Linked DNA regions of Mus musculus: region 1 is linked to region 2. Evidence: chromatin contacts called from public HiCAR-type data. All regions are on one chromosome and are shown on one strand. The core of a region is the stretch at or near the end of the contact, and the rest is flanking DNA. Distances in the headings are between cores, read along the strand shown. Region 1 holds the start of Ifih1 (interferon induced with helicase C domain 1). Region 2 overlaps Fap (fibroblast activation protein).

Region 1 (3,236 bases), core at 645-3,144, 90 kb after region 2:
AGTCCACAAAAAGACTTTAAATTGTATTTAATTTTATTTTACTTGTGTGTCTATGTGTTGGGGGGCAGTAGAGGATGTGCACGTGGCTGTAGTGTGGGTGAAAGACATAGGTATTGAAATCTCCACTGATCTCATGAATTCATAGCCAGTTGTGTGACACCTGACAGGGTCACTGGGAACTGATTTCCCACCCCCTTCAAGAGCAGCACTTGCTATTGAGGACAGAGACATCTCTCCAGCCCCCAAACAAGACTTTCATCTTTGAACACTGGGTAAGCTAGATGCAGACAGTTCAGTGTTTACACAGAACATGGTAAAGTTTCAGTCTTTACAAACGACCAGCATTGTGTTAAGTTCCCAGGTAAAGTGACCCATACAAATGATACTCCAAAAGGGTCACCTGCTCCTTCAATAGTGTGAAAAACTGAGAGTGGTGGCATTTGTCAGTGGACTATGTCTGAACTTGAACTCTAGACAATAAGAAAACTCTGATCAGAAACAGAGAAACAAGAACTAATTCCTCATCTGACTTATTTATTATTTACTAAGCTCTACAAACTCTAAGACATGGAAGGGGGACATTGGGAACCTGGTAATAAATATTTTAGCCTTATAGGCCATATTACCCACACCCAACCGTGAAAAGGCAACTATAAAAAAGTATATAATAAGCACTAAGGACGAGAGTTCCAATAAAACTTTATCAACACTTACAATTGAAAAATCAGACAGCTAAAGAACATTCTTAGTTTCTGGTTCTTAAAATACGAATAGAAGGCTAGATGCAGCGGGTGGGCCATAGCTTACTGGCTGACATACTGAGGAATAGGTAAAACTAAATCATAAAATTCAGTATCACCTGGAATTGATTAATCATAATGATGGCAAGGCCGCTTCTGTTCTTCCTGGGAGACCAAGAATGAATTGTTTAACTTACCTTGTTTTTCTCATCTGTTAAATGGACTCCCTGTGGGTTATTTTGAACAATTATACAAGATGGGGAGGTTGCGCTGACAGAAGTCAAAAGCCGCCCTCTAGGGAAAAAATGTACAAGCAACCCTGCTTCCTGCTTCCCAAAATCTTCCAGAAACCTGTCTCCGACTACATTGACACCTACCCGATTTCTGTCTTCGACTGTCAATAGTCCCTTCTCGAAGCAAGTGTCCAAGACATCGTTAATCAGAAGTTTGTCCACCAAAGTGGGCTGGAGGAGGGTCAGCAAGTGGAGACACTCGTCATGGGCAGTCTCAGAGGAAGGAGAGGGCAGATCAGTGAGTGTGGGTTTGACATAGCGCGCGGCTAGGGGATTGCCACTGTGCTCTAGGGCCTCCACGAACATCTGCGTCCATCCCAGAGGCCATTGTCCCTGCTCCAAGGTGCTCAGCAGCAGTTCTGCCGCGCTGGTGTTACCACAGGTGTTGATCTTTTTAAGAATCTGCTCTTTGGTTTCTGCAGACAGAAAGATGAGGTGGTCCAGCACTGGCTCCACCTGAATGTACATTTTCAGCCTGGGCCTGAAGAATAAGATGAGATTCCTGAAGCTGTCCTCTGCAGAACAGACAATCGACATCGTGAGGTCTCAGGAAATGGGAGAGGAGTCTCCCGGGCGGGCGGGGCGGGCGGGAGGACGATCCTCAGGTGGCAGTGAATGTGTCCCCGCCTGAACTGCCTGAGAGCCGCAGGTACCAAGTAGCCTCCGAGCACCGGATCGATCGGTGGCACCCGGCAGGGGGCAGACGAGCCAGGACAGCGCTGCAACTGGTGGGCACAGACCCGGGACCGCTCTCGCTCTGCGGCCGCTGGGACGTTCACCCTCAGGGAGCTTTAAGTATTGCCTTCCACCCACAGATCGGTTTCTGTTTCGATTCTCTTCTCCAGACTTTCCTAACGTCAACTTCCGGGCCAGAGAATAAGTTTCGTGAGGGTGGAGGAGGCCTGTGGAAGCGGCGGGTTAGGTGAGGACTTTGGTCAAGAGCACCGTGAGAAAGTGAGAAACAGGAAAGGGAACGCGAATTCTTCCTTGTGTTGAGAAAGCAAGCGGTACTCTGCACTATTTTATTTAAGGATACTTTTGTCTTCACCGCTGGGTGCCGCTTAGAAGACTGTACTCACTTGTCAGTTAATAGGGAGAGGGCGAGGAAGGTCTTGGGGGAAAGGAAGAATTGCCCCTAAGCCTTGATGTGAAAATTGAGTTATTCTCATTTGTGGGGATCAAGGGGTGGGGGTGGGGGTGGGGCAGACAAAGAGAGGTTCCAGACCTCCAGGGGGCGTTTCTGCATCCATCCTACCATAAACTTCCCGCCCAGTGGGGTCCCAAAAACTAATTTGTTCCTCCAAGAACGGGGGCTTAAGTATGAAAAAGTGAACTACTCTCAACAGCTTTATTTTCTCATGCTTTGTTTGGCGGTGTAATATTTATTCAGCTTTGACCGGGGCCTGCCTAATGACAGATGCATGCTGACTTTAGCCACCAACTGAGTTTAGGAGGAAGCCAAGACTGAAGGCTTCCTAACTCCCAGTATGCAAGGTCCCTGTATTCTCTAGTAGACAACTCTCTTACAATAAAACAAAAACAAAACAACAATACAAAACCCTCAACAACTTATTTTTTATATAGCTGCCATTCTTTTCTTGGACTGATTACAACACGTTTTGGCTGAAGCATCTAGTAACTTAATTAGCAACTAATGCACTGCCTTGGAGTAAACATTACCATTTGTCTATGTCATGGGAGGGAGAAAAGAGGCGTTCAGAGTGAGAAATAAAGACAGCAGCTTTGTTTCAGTACAGAAAGAGCATAAAAGAGAGTCTGTAGGTTGCCGTCCCCCAAGCAGGCAACTAGACCACCAGCTATGGAGGAACATTAACACTTTGAAAAGAACTTCCTGGCCCAGAATCCTATGGAGAATAGAAGCTATCAGATAGTCACGTTTAGAAAAATTAATCTTTTAGAGGAGATATTCACTGAAATCTGGGGAGGCCAGGGAGGCCTGGGATTCTTTGAAAACAGTAGGAGAGCTGCAAGATTTTCATGAACCTCGTGACAGCGTTCAAAATAACCAGAGCAGCACTTTATGCCATGCCCTCCTGTTAGTCTCTAGTTACGATTACAAACCTGAGATCCACTCTAAACGATTGTAAGCTGCACTCTGTAAAACGTTTTAGGAGTACCAAGTCATGCTGATTCCTGCCTGGAATGGGCGTTCTGGGCTGAACACAGAGGCAGGACTTTGTCA
Region 2 (3,095 bases), core at 272-2,771:
TTTGCCAGAGCAGCCCTGTTCTAACTGATTCAGGTGCTCATGATAACACTGTATTTTATCTGAACTACAAAGGGGACAAGCTAGTTTAAAATGGCGAGTTTCTTTTACAATAATAAATATAAATGCATTTGGCCTTTGTTTTAATTTAGCACAACAAATACTTCACATAAATGTTCTTTTTAAAAAAGAAAAATGGCAATACTCTATCTTGGTAAATGACCCTTTATATATACAAGTATAATGTCATCCACTTAACCTCACCATTTCTTTGATCATGCTCTAATTACAAGAACTATGAATATCATTTCTGTAACCCTTAAAGGTATTTTTGACAGGAGGGAACTGTCTTTTTTTTTCTTTTTCTTTTTCTTAGATTTTTTTTAAATTTACATTTTAAATGTTATCCATTTTCCTCATTTCCCCTCCAACCCCCCCCCATCCCCTCCCCCTTTCCCCCTGCTCACCAACTTACCCACTCTCTCTTCCCTGTCCTGGCATTCCCCTACACTGGGGCATCGAGCCTTCACGGGACCAAGGGCCTCTCCTCCCATTGATGTCTTACAAGGCCATCCTCTGCTACATATGTGGCAGCCATGTGTACTCTTTGGTTGGTGGTTTAGTTCCTGGGAGCTCTAGAGGTACTGGTTGGTTCATATTGTTGTACCTCCTATGGGGCTGCAAACCCCTTCAGTTCCTTTAGTCCTTTCTCTAGCTAAGAGGGAACTGTCTTGTCCTTCGAGTGTTAAGAATAATGATGGATGCTCCAACTGGGTCAAATTCTCTTGATTTCCTCTAAGTGAGGCCCTGCTTCTTACTTACTCCCAAGAGCAATGTCATTCACTGATAATATTCCCACACAGCACTGCTAACTTCTGCTTTCCTGCTAAGATTCAAGGGAGCTTCCTAACAATTGTGCAAGCCCAGAATGAACGGTGGTATAAGAAGTTTCCATGAACAGTCCTAACAATCCATCTCTTTGTTCATTTCAACTGATGAACAATAGCTCCAGCTATTATAAAAGAACCTTAGCACTGACAAGACAAGAATATACATTTTACAAACTCACAGAAGAAATGATCCATTTACCTGAAATCCAGTTGGGAAAATATGTTTTATATGAGAATGTTCCATTTAAAATATCCTTCAAGGTAAGAGCTCTCTTTGTGTTTCCTTCAGGTTTGTAAACTCAGGGGGAGGAAGAAACATATAATTAGCAACAAGGTTAATCGCCCAACTAAATTCTAAACTTGTTCTTCATCTGTTCACCCTCAGGTAATGGTAGCCTCCCTGCCTTTGCAAAGTGCCTGTTTAATGCCTGAATAGATGCTGGTTTGCTGACAGTCACGGGCAAATGGGGGTAGGGGGAGAATGGATTGGAGGATTATGTAGAGAAAGGTGAAGATTGTAGAACTGTTAGAACACTATCTTTCAGAAGTAAAATAAACCCATCAAGGACTTTTAGGACAGGAAGCAAAATTCCGACGACGTCGGACCTTACGTAAGTGACTCTAACAGCCAGGCTCAGACGCAGCTCAGAACTTCCCAAACCCTTCTCTGTACTTGGCCACATTTCCTCTCTTGCAAAGCTTGGCTAGGCTTTCTATTCACTTTTCAAGGATTTTAGAATCCCACTCAGTTGAATGAGATCACCAAGAATTCTTACCCTCTGAATTTTTAAGAAGGGCCGTAGATAATTTAGACAACTTTCTTAGTCCATTGCGATACACACTTTTACAAAAAGAAATGGAACAAGAACTACCATATTAAGTATCATAAAATTCTATGTAAATTCATGGAAAGGTTAACCTTACAAAACACATGTAAATTTCTTCTACATGTGAACCCTTCTAAGCTGTCATTTTTTTTTTTAAGCATGGCTTTATTTCTTCCTCAGAAGCTCATTAGAGAGGCCTAAGGCAGCCAGGTTAAGCCAGATGGATAATAAGGTGATGCCCTCCCAATGTCCCTTCATGGACCTGCTTCTGTCCTCCCTACCTCCCACCTCCTTCTTCTCCAGGCCACCACTTAGAACCTCAAAGTTACAGGAAAGCCCAATACCTCAAAATAGCATTTATGAGTCTGGCATTCACCCAGGTGAAAATAAAACTGTTAAAGATGAGAACCATAATATTATCCTTCTACTAACAGTCTTGCATAGCTTGCCATGACTCTCATTATAAAGATAAAATTCTAAACAAGGACTACAGGTTCTGGCAGGTCTAGGGCAGCCTCTCTCACCAGTCTTTCCTGCTCCTCCCTGATTACTTTCTTGACCCTAAACAAGCTGGACTTTAGTTCTAGCCCATAAACATCAGCATTAGTTACTTTTCTGTTGCTGTGATAAACTGGCCTGAACAGGACAATTTAAGGAAGACTGCTTGGTTTTACGATTTTCCAAAGGGATAAGAGCCCATTGTAGCAGGAAGGGATGTCAACAAGTTACAGGATGGCAACAGGACCAGGTAGCTGAGATCTCACACTTTTAAATAAAAGTATGAAGAAGAGAGTGCAAACTAGAAGGTACATGAAGCTTTACTCTCAAAGCCCACCCCCTCAGTGACAAACTTCCTCCAGCAAGGCTGCACAATCTAAACTGCCTCAAACAGCGCCACCTACTGGGGAACATATGTTCAAATGCAGGCAACTATGGGGAACTTTTCTCCTTTAAACCACCCCAACACCCCTGTCTCTTTGGAGGACTTCTGTACCACTTTCTACCCTTCTTCTTTGCCTTATGATTTCCACTTAGGTTTCAATGTTAATTTTATTCTTTTACTTCTGAAAAGCCCTCCATGACCCTCGACTTCAAGCCAGGTTGCATTGTCACAATAACAAAGCATTAGCTATTTTATTTTAGAGAAATTGTCTTTGAAATTAATTATAAGTGTATTTGAGTGACTTTTATTAATGGCTCTATAACTCCTATGCAACCCAAATCATTGTCACAAATATGAAGACCCCCAACTTATTTCATTGGCCATCATATCTTTGGTGTCTAGCCTGTACAGACATTTATAAGCACTCATCGAATAGATATGTATATGAAAGGAAGGGTGCACAGAGGCATGTAAGTATAAGTGGATGGGCATGTATTC

The links. HiCAR-type assays count read pairs that join an accessible place to other places.
Region 1: a HiCAR-type map of fibro-adipogenic progenitors shows a contact between it and region 2, with 2.4 times the contacts expected there. The contact joins the promoter of Ifih1 here to the enhancer-like site in region 2. A contact is called at or near these places in 1 of 39 promoter capture datasets (fetal liver), 8 of 484 Hi-C or Micro-C datasets (LSK cells, dorsal root ganglion neurons, erythroid progenitors and 5 more), 1 of 115 datasets of contacts at active chromatin or transcription factors (fibro-adipogenic progenitors) and 2 of 9 other capture datasets (adipose tissue and pancreatic islet).

Annotation. Positions count from the first base shown.
Region 1 is chr2:62,644,361-62,647,596 of GRCm38.p6, forward strand. It overlaps Ifih1 (interferon induced with helicase C domain 1), which reads right to left and starts at 1,895. Exons shown (of 16, transcript NM_027835.3): 1 at 1,118-1,895. The coding sequence starts at 1,570.
Region 2 is chr2:62,555,015-62,558,109 of GRCm38.p6, forward strand. It overlaps Fap (fibroblast activation protein), which reads right to left. Exons shown (of 26, transcript NM_007986.3): 3 at 1,087-1,185. Among named protein-coding and RNA genes, the nearest start is that of Fap, 17 kb to the right of the region's middle. Within about 2 kb of position 1,522, at least 5 of the 459 cell types and tissues checked have an H3K27ac peak or open chromatin away from gene starts, as enhancers often do. A contact at or near this core is called in fibro-adipogenic progenitors, where this site is marked.